Linked DNA regions of Sus scrofa: region 2 is linked to region 1. The links are chromatin contacts, called in public targeted proximity ligation maps. All regions are on one chromosome and are shown on one strand. The core of a region is the stretch at or near the end of the contact, and the rest is flanking DNA. Distances in the headings are between cores, read along the strand shown.

Region 1 (6,889 bases), core at 1,446-3,945:
GTGGCTCAAATCTGGCATCGCTGTGGCTGTGGCATAGGCTGGCAGCTGTAGCTACAATTGGACCCCTACCCTGGGAACCTCCATATCCTGCAGGTGTGGGCCTAAAAAAGGAAAAAAAAAATGGGGAGAGGAGGAAACTCCACTGCTTCCAAGATGCGGGATCCTGGCTTTAGCTCAGCGCTGTCACTGCAGAGTCACGTGACAGGAATCACCCTCTCCACAACCAGATAAAGGCATCAGGAGGACTTGTCCAGAGTCTTCCAATGGAAGTTAGGGCCCTGGGTCATACAGCATATATACACATATATTTTGCCATTTCTTGGGCCGCTCCCATGGCACATGAAAGTTCCCAGGCTAGGGGTCAAATCGGAGCTACAGCTGCCAGCCTACACCAGAGCTACAGCAATGTGGGATCTGAGCCACGTCTGCAACCTACACCACAGCTCACGGCAACGCCGGATCCTTAACTCACTGAGCAAGGCCAGGGATTAAACCCGCAACCTCGTGGTTCCTGGTCAGATTTGTTAACCACTGAGCCACGAGGGGTACTCCTCATACAGCATATATTGAGGGCCTCCCCGACCTGGGTGCTGCAGGGCAGATAAGGAATTCCAGCCCAGGTTTAGTCCCTGCCCTCAGGGAGTCAGCGGCAGGCTGGACAGAAAAGCAGCGCTTAGTATCAGAAGAGGTAAGAACAAACATACACCAATTGTGCAAATTCATGGCCTGAGGATTAAATGGGGTTCAAGGTAAAACAAGCAGCCCCAGGGGTGGGGGGAGGGGGTGGCCACTGCAGCCGGCCCTGTCTAGAAAGAAGAATTCAGACTTGGGGGTGAGGAGGGTGGGAGGCACAGTCATTTATTCACTCATCATCTATTTATTTATTCTGCACTCACTGCCTGGCTAGTGACTTGGAGGAATGAGGTCCCTGCCTTGTGCAGCTTCTGTCCCAGCTGGAAGACAGTAAGTATCAATCACGTGACTAATGAGGATGCTGTCCAGGTGGTGTCAGACTATGCGGTACATCAGCAGGTAAGGGGCCACCTTAGGACAAGGGGAGGGCTCACTCAGGGCAGCCAGAGCAGGCCTGGGACTAGGGTGAAGCAAGGAGACCCTGCACCACCTTGAGAGGGAGTGCCTTCTTAAATCTGTGCCCTCAGTAGTGCCTCACTTGCCTCACCCTCATCCCAGCTCTGCTCAGGAGCATTAAGAGGAGGCACCTAGGCCTGAGGCTCTAGTTTGCCATCTATCGGGTTTCTTTTTTTTTTTTTTCCCTTTCTTCCCTTTTTTCTGTTTTTGTTTGTGTGTTTGCCCCCCCCCCCCAATGGCATATGGATATCCCAGGCCAGGGAAAAAAAAACCCATGTGCCACAGCAGTGACCAAAGCCACAACAGTGACAATGACAGATCTTTAGGCCTCTGAGCTACCAGGGAACTCCTTGGGCCCCATTTCTGTAGACCTCCACTTACCCAGACCCATCCTCTGGCCCCAGCCTTAGTTTTCCTTCCCTGGGCCTCAGGGTGTCAGAGGAGGCCCCTGCTGCCTGAGGGGTGCTGCCCCACCCCCCTTCCCCAGTCCCCCAGCACCACAGCACCAAGACTTGCTCTTGCACAGAGAAGCCAAGCTGTGCATTGCATTGTGTGCCCAGGGTGTTCACTGAGAAGCCCAAGGCTTGGTTTTCCTGGCCCAGGATGGCTGTTCTGGGAGGGGAAGGGGGCACTCTGGGGGCCTGGATGGGAGGCTGGGAAGGGAAGGGAGAAAGAAAGAAAACTCACCCCAGCTGGGACCAGAGTCTTGTCTCGGTAAAGCCATCACTCAGGCCTCAGTGGGTTTGCCCCTAAAGGCTCTCATATGACTTTATTTCTTTCCCTGAACTGCCCTCTCTCACGGATGACTTGTAGACTAGACGGTGTCTATTCCCAAGCTTGGAGCACTTGGTACTCGGCCCGCATTTGCAGTGAAGAATGACTGCATGTCCTTTCAGTGAGGCCTGGACCCCTCTGGCAGACCCCAGGAAGTAGGTCCTGACCGCTGCAGAAGCAGTGGAGCCTGGAGGGTGTTTCGGGGTATACAGGGACCCCCAGCTCCATAGTGGACTCTCAGGGTGTCAAGCCCAGCCAGGCCCCTGGGGGTGTTCGGCACCGGCTCCCTCATCTAACTAGGGCCAGCGTGATCTGGGGTCTCACCTCCCGCAGCCTGGTGTGCCCTGGCAAGTTTGCGGGCGTCCCCCCCCAACCCCCACACCGCAACTTCCAAGGCTTTTCCAAGGACATTTTTCCCTCTCCACGTCCAGACTGACAGGCCGGAGAAGAGCACGGGGAACGGGGGGAGGGGTAGGAGGGGGCGCGGGAAGGTGGGTCCTGACGGCCTCCTAGGCCCCGGGTGTGGAGTGGGGCACCCCTCCCGGAGCGGGGCTGAGCCCGCGGCTCCTGCGCTAATCAATGGGCCGCAGCCGGCGGGCGGGCCGGGCGGTAGGATTAGGGGCTGAGGAGGGCAATCACAGCCGGTCGCCGCGCTCCGGCTTTCCTGCGCTGAGCGGCTCAAATGCCACATTTCGGATGCAGCGCCGCGCCCGCCCTGTTTGCTCGGGTAGCGGGGGCCCCGGGGCAGGAAGCCAACTCGCAAGTGTATCGGAGATTAGGGCCCGCGGCGGCGGGGGCGGGCGCTGGGCAAACACGCGGCGGCTGCCTCAATCCCCAGTCCTCGATTCCGCCCGCGGCCACTCCGGCCGGCCGCGACTCGGCGACGCGCGGGTCCCAACCCCTCCCCGGGCCTCGGCGCCCGCCCCAGGGGACGCTGGGCTTGCCGAGCACACAGGCACCTGGCGGGGGAGCAATGGATTTTTTTTTTTTTCTTCCTTCCAATGTTTATGCATTTTGCACCTTTCCCTTCATGAGCTTACGTGTGCAGGACCAAGTCCTGTAAAAATTGGGTTGGTACCAAAGATCAGAGTAAGAGAATGACGGAAAGAGAGGACACAGGAGAGAGAGAGCAGGACGGGAAAAGAGTCGGGAGGACAAGGAAAGGGCGGGGAAGGGTGAATGGGGAAAACCCAGGAGCGGCCTCTTTTAGTCCCCCCCCACCCGCGATCCTACTCGACTCGCCTCCCAGGCTTGGCGCCCTCTCCCTGCACCCCTACTTCCCCATCTGCCTGGTGGGCCGAAGAGAAAGAGCTCCTGATTGGGGATGGGGAAGAAAAACAATGGTGGAGGTGTGAAGACGGGAGTGGTGGGCCTCTAGGCCGGGTGCGCATCAAGATGCTGGCAGCACTGCGGAAATGCCAGCGGTCCCCCGGCGGCGGCGGAGCAGCCTCGACCCGTACGGAGCAAGGGATGGCTCTTCTTGGTGTCCAGGGACCGCCCTGCCGGGCATTTACCACCGCCCTGGGTCTGAGTTCTCCACTGTCCCGAGAAGCAAGCCTTTGACAGGCCTCCAGGAACCCCCAACTACGTGTACAGACTCAAACCAGGGCTTCCAGGGACCCAGAGTTTAGAAGGACAGTCTAGGACCTCAGAACAAATTCCTCTTCTGGGTGCTGTAGGGGACACTCCGACCACTGGCCTCTGCCACATCCCCAGCTAGGGCTCCTGCCCTTCCACGACTGCACCCTCAATAGGTACTCCTCCTGCTTCCCTGAGCAGACTGATCATTCCTACAAACATGCCCTTGCTCAGGTTTCCTGGAGGATCCAAATCCTGACCATTTTCCAAGGCACAGCTAGCCTCCAACCTCTTCCTGCAGGAAGCCCTCCAGGGCTTCTCTAGCTCAGGGGCTCTTTAAACCAATTTGGCATCTGGAGTTCCTGTCGTGGCGCAGTGGTTAACGAATCCGACTAGGAACCATGAGGTTGCGGGTTCGGTCCCTGGCCTTGCTCAGTGGGTTAACGATCCGGCGTTGTCATGAGCTGTGGTGTAGATTGCAGGCGCGGCTCGGATCCCGCGTTGCTGTGGCTCTGGTGTAGGCTGGCAGCTACAGCTCCGGTTAGACCCCTAGCCTGGGAACCTCCATATGCCGCGAGAGCGGCCCAAGAAATAGCAAAAAGACAAAAAAAAAAAGCTAAAACTATAAACCAATTTGGCATCTGATTCCATCTCAGGATCCCCTCTGTCCTGGGCCTTGGTCTTCTCTCTCTTCCTTCAAAGTCAGGCTACATGTTCTGTTGGAGCTGAGAGGCTTGGCCAGGGATAGAATACACTGCTCTCACTTGTGGTTGCCTGATGGGAGGGGGAGGGAGTGGGAGGGATCGGGAGCTTGGGCTTATCAGACACAACTTAGAATAGATTTACAAGGAGATCCCGCTGAATAGCATTGAGAACTATGTCTAGATACTCATGTTGCAACAGAAGAAATGGTGGGGGAAAAACTGTAATTGTAACGTATACATGTAAGGATAACCTGACCCCCTTGCTGTACAGTGGGAAAATAAAATTAAAAAAAAAAAAAAAAAAAAAAAAAAAAAAAAAAAAAAAAGAATACACTGCTCTCAACCCACCCCAAAGATGGAGCTTAAAAGGTTAGTGGCTGGTCCCTGAGGCACTGTGCCCACGTGGGCCCTTGTTGCTGGGCTATTACCACCTCTGAACTGAACAAAGAAGCCACCTCCCTTCCCTTTCACCCTCCCCTAAGTTCTTTTTTTTTGTTTTTTTTTTGGTCTTTTGTCTTTCTAGGGCCGCACCTGAGGCATATGGAGGTTCCCAGGCTAGGGGTTGAATCAGAGCTATAGCTGCTGGCCTACACCACAGCCACAGCAACGCCAGATCCAAGCCACCGCAGCTCACAGCAACGCCAGATCCTTAACCCACTGAGCAAGGCCAGGGATTGAACCCGCACGCAACTTCATGGTTCCTAGTTGGATTCGTTTCCACTGTGCTATGACAGGAACTCCTCCCCTAAGTTCTTCAGTGAGCTGCTGGGATCTCCAAAAGTGACCAGGTCAGGCAACTACCAGTTCCAGGAGTTGGGAATCAAGCCCTCATCTGTGGCTACATCAACCCAGGAACCTGCCCCTTGCTACGGTGAACATATGATCCAGAGAGTGCAGCCTGTGGAGGGCAATGCAGCAACATTATTCATTTTCTTTTTTCTTTTTCTAAATTGGCTACACCTGTGGCCTGGGGAAATTCCTGGGTCAGGGATCGAACCTGTGCCACAGCAGTGACAACACCTGATCCTTAACTGCTAGGCCACCGGAGAACTCCCAACATTAGCCATTTCAAATGAGCCTCTCTCTCATCCCAATAATTACACATTTAAGAATCTCTCCTAAAAAGTACTTGCAGGGAGATCTGTCATGAGGGGAAAGGGATAAACTTTTTTTTTTTTTAGAGCCACACCCACAGCATATGGCAATTCCCAGGCTAGGGGTCAAATTGGAACTGTAGCTGCCAGCCTACACTACAGCTACAGCAACATCAGATCTGAGTCTCCTCTGCAACCTACACCACAGCTCATGACAATGCCAGATCCTTAACCACTGAGCGTGGCCAGGGATTGAACCGAGTCCTAGTCAGGTTCGTTACCACTGAGTCAGGATGGGAACTCCCGGGACAACCATCTTAAAGCCCATCATTGGTGGGCTAGTTCTACCATTTGCATGCTGGACAACCATTCATTAAAAATGATATGGAACTCTGTATATACTGACATAGTGAAATGTCCAATATATATTAAGTGAGAGATTAAGTAAGTAAAAAAAACTTTAAAATACTTTGGGAGTTCTCCTGTGGCTCAGTGGGTTAAGGATCCAGCATGGTCACTGCCATGGTACCTGTTCAATCCCTGGTCCTGGAACTTCCACTTACTATGGATGTGGCAAAAAAAAAAAAAAAAAAAAAAAGAGAGAGAGAGAAATTTACTTTGATTCAAGGACTTTTCTAAAAATAATTATAATAGATAAATATATTAGTATAGGTATGGAAAAGAAGTAAACCTGGGAGTTCCTGTCACGGTGCAGTGGTTAATGAATCCGACTGGGAACCACGAAGTTGCGGGTTCAATCCCTGGCCTTGCTCTGTGGGTCTAGGATCTGGCGTTGCTGTGAGCTGTGGTGTAGAGAAATACTAAAAAAAAAAAAAAAGTAAACCTGAAGAATACTATTCATAGTGGTTATTTCATTAGGGGATTGTGAGGGGCTTTCTTTCCTATTTTTGAAATATTTTTATTTAATCTTTCTTGGGCGTTTTCTACTTCCTCCTTTGCTTAGGAGAGTTCCAATTCGCTTGTCTCCATGCAATTATAAATAGTGCATCTGCCCTCAAAAGAGACTCTGTTTGAAAAAGAAGTGATTTGGTCACCCTGTTTATCACCTGCACTTAAAATTTTTTTTCTTTATCTTTTTGCCATTTCTTGGGCCACTCCCGTGGCATATGGAGGTTCCCAGGCTAGGGGTCGAATCGAAGCTATAGCTGCCGGCCTACGCCACAGCCATAGCAATGCGGGATCCGAGCCGTGTCTTCAACCTACACCACAGCTCATGGCAACGCTGGATCGTTAACCCACTGAGCAAGGCCAGGGATCGAACCCACAACCTCATGGTTCCTAGTCGGATTCGTTAACCACTGCGCCACGACAGGAACTCCAGAAATTTGTCTTTTGAATGTCTTTTTTTAAAATTCAAGTACAGTTCATTTACATTATTGTGTTAGTTTCAGGAGTACAGCAAGATGAGTCACTTATACAAACATATATTAACTTTTTTCATATTCTTTTCCTTTGTAGGTTATTACAAAATATTGGGTATAGTTCCCAGCTTTCATTTTCTTAATAGTACTTTCAGTATTGTTTAATTTTTATGCAACATGCATATTTGTTTTGGAATCAGAAAATAAAAATAAGTCTTGTCAGGACAGAAGGGTCTTGGCTGGAAGCTCATCTCAGGCTGGCAAGGGT
Region 2 (7,287 bases), core at 1,252-3,751, 300 kb before region 1:
GCTCCAATTTGAACCTAGCCTGGGAACTTCCATATGCTGTGGGTGAGGCCCTAATAAGCAAGCAAACAAACAAACAAATAAACCTAAAATACAAAAAAGAAAAAACTAAAGTTGGAATTCCCACTACGATACAGTGGGTTAAGAATTCAGCATTGCTCCAGTTGTGGTAGGATTATAGCGGTGGCTCAGATTCAATCCCTGGCCCAGGAACTTCCATATGCCCTGGGTGTGGCCACTAAAAAAAAAAAAAAAAAAAAAAAAAAAAAAAAAAGTACCCAATTTGCCAGACCTTCCCAAATTCAAAAGAAACTGGAAATTCTGATATGATGTAAAATCTTCCACTTTAGAAATGTTACTTCGAATTTTAAAAGAAAAAAAGGGGGTTAATGGGCCAAACAAAACACAAGTGTAGACTTTGTGCACCACTTTAGTCTCTGCCATTGGTGTAAGGAGAACACTTTAAAAAGGTGATCATAGCATTACTAAGTCCAAGCTTGGACTGCTCACCACAGGACAGGTCAATAGAGAGGTGAGGTCAAGAGAGGATAAGGAAGAGTGACTTTATTCAGAAAGCCAGCAGACAGGAAAATGGTGGACTAGTGTCCCAAGAACCCAGGTTAGAATTCAGGTTTCTTTTAAACTGAAAAGGGAAAAAATAAAAAATAAAAAAAAAAATAAACTGAAAAGGGAAAGAGTTTGGCTGGTTGTTGCACACTTGTACTGGACTTTATTCTTGCAGTTGTCCATGGAACTCTGGTCTTTGTTCCTATAAACCTCCAACAGATAAATATTATTCTTTGTCCTGCAACTTCTTATCTCTATTTGAATGAGAAAATACTTTACTTCTAAAGGTTGGAGACGTGAGAAAGTGCTACCCTGTATATTTCAGACTACAGGCAACATTTTTTTTACAAAAGGTGCAGAGCCAGCATGACAAAGCACAAGCAACAGAGCACAGGGGTTAGAGCTAAAGGTATACATCCAATATGGAATCAGATTTGTTTTTCTCTGTAACAATAGGCATTGAATAAGTCACACAATAGAAAACTGTTTCTGGGAGTTCCTGTGACAGCTCATCAGAAAGGAATCTGACTAGTATCCATGGGGACACAGGTTCGATCCCGGGGCTCACTCAGTGGGTTGGGGATCAGGTGTTGCTGTGAGCTGTGGTTGTAGACTGCAGACTCGGTTGGGACTATGGCTGTGGCATAGTCCGGCAGCTACAGCTCAGATTCAACCCCTAGCCTGGGAACCTCCCTATGCCATGGGTGCAGCCCTAAAAAGAAAAAAATTTTTAAAAAAAATTAAAACATAAAATAAAAATTAAAAAAAGGAAAACTTTCCGGTGTCAATGCGTAAAAGTAAAAGCAATTGCAATTAGTTTTACAGTGCACTGACTTCCAATTCAAACTCATTTTAGAGATTGTTCCTACTAACTTCCTTGAATTTATTGTTGGTCTCTTTTCTCTAACACTGAAAAAAATCTCAGCTCCTCACATCAGTTAGCATAATTATTTATTTTTCTATTCTACAGAAAATAGTTTCAAAATACTGTGCATATTAACAAATAAATCTACTGCATGAAGTTAAGGTTTCTTTGTTATTTCATTTGTTCCTAGAATATGTTCCACCATGATGTACAGTCTGGGCTGGACATGTTACAAAAAGTTTATGGTAAAGGCACCTAAGTGGAAAGTGAAAAGCTTCCAAAATAGTTTTGATGTTCATAAGGACAGCCCACAGAACAGGGGAGCAAAATGCATTTCACTAGGAGTTTGAAAGGCAATTTTGCAGTCTGTCCCCTGAGCAGGGACCAGCCCTGTGAAGTTCGGCCTGAGCTATGGAGGTTCCTTACCGCCCTTGCTAAACTCTGAAAAGACTCCTCTTCAAGGAGATCTGTAGCAGTCTGCCAACTTTCCCCTCTTCCCGCTCTCGGGGAAAAAAAAACAAAAAAACAAAAAAACTGGAAATGTGGCTTTTGTGAAGCACAGGGCTTAAGTAGACAAATGACTGCAAAACCTTGACGGTGGGAGTAGATGGAATTGCCTACTTGGAAAAGTGCAACATGAGTGCAGGAGCGACTGTGTTCCCCAGGGGGTAGCTCGAGTGACCCTGGGGCGGTGAGTTCCAGTAAGGACCTCTATCCCTACAATGGCATCTGCCACGTGCAGGGATGCCCGGCAAGGAGCAACACTGCCTGACCTGGAGGAAGTCATTTGTGCAAGCAAGTTGGGTCAGGAGTTGGGAGAAGCATGTGTCCCAGACAAGGACTGAAACTGCGGGCGCGCGGGGCGAAGGATAACGCCTCCTCTCTCCGCACTGGGTTAGGATTTCCTATGGGGGCTGCGCCTCCTGCAGCCTCGGGTTTAGCAGCTCTGCGCTTGCCGGGACCCCGCAGTTAGCTCCAATTTCACCGCTAGTTGCCTAGGAAACTAACGGGGTCAGCTCTCCGCCTGGCGCCTTTGGTTTCCGCCCCCGCGGGGCGGGGCCTCCGCCTACTTCCACTAAGGCCCCGCCCACCACGGCCGCCCAGACCCCTGACTGGTTTCGGGTCGCAGCAGTTACTCGTCGAATTTGGAAGCATGGAGCATGGCGTCGGTAAGGTTGGCGGCCTGGGGCGCGCCCTGTGCGTGGTGACCGGGGCCTCCCGCGGTTTCGGACGGACGCTGGCACAGCTCCTGGCCCCGCTGCTGTCGCCTGGCTCCGTGTTGGTCCTAACCGCCCGCAACGACGAGGCGCTGCGGCACCTGGAGGCCGAGTTGGGCTCCGAGCGGCCTGACCTGCGCGTGGTGCGGGTGCCCGCTGATCTGGGCGCCGAGGCCGGCTTGCAGCAGTTGCTGGGCGCGCTGCGCGAGCTCCCCAGACCCGAGGGCCTGCAGCGAGTGCTGCTCTTCAACAATGCGGGTAAGAGGCCCCTCGGAGGGGGCGGACTCCCAGGGTGAGCGCTTGGGATACTGTTGCAGGCCTCTTTTGGTTCTCTCTCCCTCTCACCTCCGCCAGGGAGTTAGAAATGACGCCTGAAAGTCCTGGTTTCAGTGAGGTGCTGAGGAAGACCTCTTGCTCCTTCCCCTCTTCCTCACCGCACCCACCCCCGTTTCAACTCCATGTTTTCCAAAACGCCTGTAGAACTTTTCTGATTGTCTTGCTCAGTGCCCTCTGGCGGAGGCATGAATTAGGGCGTGAGGTCTCCCAGCTGAAGTCAGTTCCCCCCTTTCCAAATGCCCCTCAGGGTTCCCCCCAACCCCAGTCCCAGTCCCAGAGCAGGGCATGCGCTTTCTCAGGCTGCAGTTTCTGGTGAGAAGGTTCCCAGGTATGTATGTCTGCAGCGCTGGGAAGAGGGAGGCGTCTTTGGAAGCACTAGGGAGATTGCTCTTTTAGGTCTGGATGGGAAGGGGGTGTCTGGAAGAATTTGGAGGGGGCTGGGGGAAGGGAAAACTCTGCCTACACTGGGTGATTCCTAAGGTTTTGTTTTGCAGCCTCTCTTGGAGATGTGTCCAAAAGCTTTGTGGACCTGACTGACTCAGCTGAAGTGAACAGCTACTGGGCTCTGAACTTGACGTCCATGCTCTGCCTGACTTCCAGCTTCTTGAAGGCTTTTCCTGACAGTCCTGGCCTCAGCAGAATGGTGGTTAACATCTCATCAATCTGTGCTGTGAAGCCCTTCAAAGGCTGGGCCCTGTACTGTGCAGGGAAGGCTGCCCGTGACATGATATATCAGGTTCTGGCTGCAGAGGACCCTAGTTTGAGAGTGCTGAGCTATGCCCCAGGTAGGTGAAGCACTACAGCCATCCCTGTCTCCAGAAGCAGGGGGTTACTCTCTGACCCCTGCTCAAGGAGCCTACTCTTGCTAACCCTTCCAGGAAAATAAGGGAAATATAGGCTTCAAGGAAGTTAGTGCTAGCAGGGTCAGGGAGCTGTACTTAGAGGGTATGGATTGAGAGTGGGAGCTGCCTGGACTTGAAAGTGGGGCCAGGGAGTCTGAGATGTTAGAGTCTGAGAGATGATTCGGGTTTGAATTCCAGGCCTGTACCTCATTTTTTCATGTGAAACAGGGCAGTTGCTACCTGTCTCACAGGGCAGTTTGGAGGACTGAAGGAGGTAATACTTGTGAAAGTTATGCCTCACTGGGAAGTGCTGTCTAATTGTTAGCGTTGCTGTGGCTGTGGTGTAGGCCAGCAGCTGCAGCCCTGATTCATCCCCTAGCCTGGGAACTTCCATATGCTGCAGGTGCCGCCCTAAAAAAAAAAACAAGACACACAAACAAACGACAAAAAAACTCAGCAAAATGTGTATAGAGTGAGTGTATCCGAAAATAATAAAGGCTGTATATGACAAGCCCACAACTAGCATAGTCGATGATAAAAAGCTGCTTTTTCTCTAAGATCAGGAACAAGACAAGGAAGCTGTTCTTCCCACTTTTATTCAACATGGTATTGGAAATCCTAGCTGGAACAGTGAGGCAAGAAAAATAAAAGACATCCAGATTGGAGAGGAAGAAATAAAACTCTATTTACAGGTGATATTATATATAGGAAACCCTAAAGGCTTTACCAAAAAACTGTTAGAACTAATAAATTCATTAAGGTTGCAGGATACAAAAACAATATAAAAAATGAGTTACATTTCTATCCGTTAATAATGAACTATCAGAAAGAGAAATTAAGAAAACAGGCCCATTTATAATTGAATCAAAAACAATAAAATACCTTGGAATACATTTAACCAAGGAGGTAAAAGAACTGTACACTGAAAAAGATAAGATATTGATGAAAGAAATTGAAGAAGATACAAAATAAATGGAAAGATGCCATGCTCATGGATTGGAAGAATTAATATTGTTGAAATGTCCTTACTACCCAAACAATCTACAAGTTTAATGCAATCTCTGTCAAAATTCCAGTGCCATTTTTCACAGACAGAGAACGCAAAAGACCCTGAATAGGAATTCTCTTGTGGCGCAGCAGGTTAAGGAGCTGACGTTGTCATTGTAGCAGCTCAGGTTGCTGCTGTGGCACAGGTTTGATCCCTGGTCTGGGAACTTCCACATGCCATAGGCACTACCCCACCAAAAAAGAAAAAGACCCTAAGTAGCCAGAGCATTCTTGAGGAAGAAGAACAAAACTCTCCAGCATCACACTCTCTGCTATCATACTATCTTATGAAATAGTTTGACATCAAAATAGTATGGTATTGGCATATAAAACAGACACAGTTCACCAGTAAAACCATCTAGCCCTGGTGTCTTGGAGAAGATAGTTTGGGGTTGAAATATATTCGCATCATAAACTTGGATGTATAAGTCTTTCCCCAGATTTGGAAAGTTTTCAGCTATTACTTCTTTAAAGAAGCTTTCTGTTCCTCTTTTTTCTCTCTGGGACTCCCTAATATACAGATTGTTTCTTTTAAGGGTAAACCTTACCTCATGTAGGCTTTCTTCGTGCTCACATTCTTTTTTCTTGTTGCTGTTCTAACTAGATGATTTCAGATGATCTGTCTTCTATTTCACTAGTTTTTTATGCTAGTGACCTCTCTATCAAATTCTTAAGACATTGTTTTCTTCAGGATTTTAGTTGGGTTTTGTTTTTTTTTTTTTTTTTTAGTGGTTTTTATTTCTTTGCCAAGGTTCTTATTTTGTTCATGCATCGTTTTCCTGGTTTCATTTAGACATCTGTGTTTTCTTATAACTCACTGAATTTCTTTAAGAGGATTATTCTGAATTCTTGGTCAGGCAGTTCATAGATCTCATTTCTTTAGGGTCAGGCATCAGCTGTATTAGTTGCCTTTAGTGGTGTCCTATTTCCTTGGTTATTCATGATCCTCGTGGCCTTGGATTGATGTTTGTGCATTTGAGGAAACAGGCATTTCTTCCAGTCTTTATAGACTGAGTTCAGTGGGCAGAGCCTTTCACCAGTCGACCCATCGGTGATTCTGGGTAGGCCGTCTGGTGATCTTCATGGCAGGCTTGCTGCTAGAGTCCTTCGGCAGCCTGATGCTAGAGTGGATCGAAAGCCTGGGTCCACAGTGGTCAGCCTGGTGCTGGGCCTGGCTGCAACCTGGGTTTGTGGGTACCCACTTAAAGCTTAGGTTCACAGACACTGACTATAAGCCTGGACCCGTAGGAGCCATCTGTGGTCATGGGCATTGGCTAGTGCTGGGATGTGCTAGAAGCCTGGGTTCACAGGAGCTTGATGCCATGGGAACCAGTGGAGGCCATTGGAGCCAGCTAGAGCCAGAGTGGATCAGGGGCCTGGTTTCCCAGGGGCCCTGTGGGAGCCTGCAGCCCAGGGAGCTGCCTGGGGCTTCTGGGACCACTACAGCTGGTAAGCACTGGGGTGAGCTGGGGCCCTGGGTTCATAGGAGCCCACAGGGAGCCACCTAGGGTCAAAGCGGTGGGTCTGCTGCTGGATTAGGCTGACTCTGAAGCCCCCAAGGAAGTTGGGTGTTCACTCTCCTACCATGGGAAGGTGTCTCTGTCCACACTCATCCACCGGGCTTGGGGGAGGGGTGATGGGGTCATGTGAATCTGGCTTTCCCACCTCCCTTCTTATTTCTCCGATTCAACCCAGGTGGTATAGTCCCTCACCTGGAATCCTTGGTTCTGGTGAAGATGATTCCATGTGCAATTAGTTATTCAAATGGATGTTTCTCTCGGGCAGGGCTAGAAATTGCTGTGCTGCCATTTGCTGCTCCCAGTGATGACTTAGCAAGGTATTTTTAGAGAGGGCTACAGAGGGAGTTGAAGCAGGGAGAGAACCAGTGTTGAGTAAGGGCCCTGCTTGTAGAATATAGAAGCAGAAGGGTCCTACCTGGTGACTAGTTGGCTGTAGGGGCAGAGTGGGTGGGAGGAGGAAGTGATGGAGGTTTGAGGTTTGGGAGAAGAGACCACAGGTGATTCTGACCACACATGTCAGCCAAGATGAGGTGTTACCTTCTGGCCAGATCTGACTCTACCCCAGTCCTCACACACAATAGAGGCCACTGCCTCGGCAGTGTTCCCTTATCTTGTGCTCTTTGTTCCCTAGGTCCCCTGGACACAGACATGCAGCAGATAGCCCGGGAGGCTTCCGTGGACCCAGATTTGCGAAAAAGGCTGCAGGAGCTGAAGAGAAAGGGGGAACTTGTGGATTGCAAGGTATCAGCCCAGAAACTGCTGAACTTGCTGCAAAAGGATGAATTCAAGTCTGGAGCCCATGTCGACTTCTATAATTAATAAGCCCATGTGCTTGGCTTCCTGGGGCTTTCTTCCTCCCCTTTCAGGCACACCCAGGAGCCCTCTAGATCCCCACA

What was found.
Region 2: a contact with region 1 is called in a targeted proximity ligation map of skeletal muscle, with 4 times the contacts expected there. A contact is called at or near these places in 2 of 5 promoter capture datasets (fetal skeletal muscle and liver), 9 of 47 Hi-C or Micro-C datasets (embryonic fibroblasts, epiblast stem cells, fetal heart ventricle and 4 more) and 1 of 2 datasets of targeted methods (skeletal muscle).

Annotation. Positions count from the first base shown.
Region 1 is chr3:69,595,452-69,602,340 of Sscrofa11.1, reverse strand. No RefSeq gene overlaps it. Among named protein-coding and RNA genes, the nearest start is that of NOTO, 28 kb to the right of the region's middle.
Region 2 is chr3:69,889,961-69,897,247 of Sscrofa11.1, reverse strand. It overlaps SPR (sepiapterin reductase), which reads left to right and starts at 2,501. Exons shown (of 3, transcript XM_003125032.4): 1 at 2,501-2,904; 2 at 3,477-3,767; 3 at 7,023-7,287. The coding sequence starts at 2,583. The coding sequence ends at 7,210.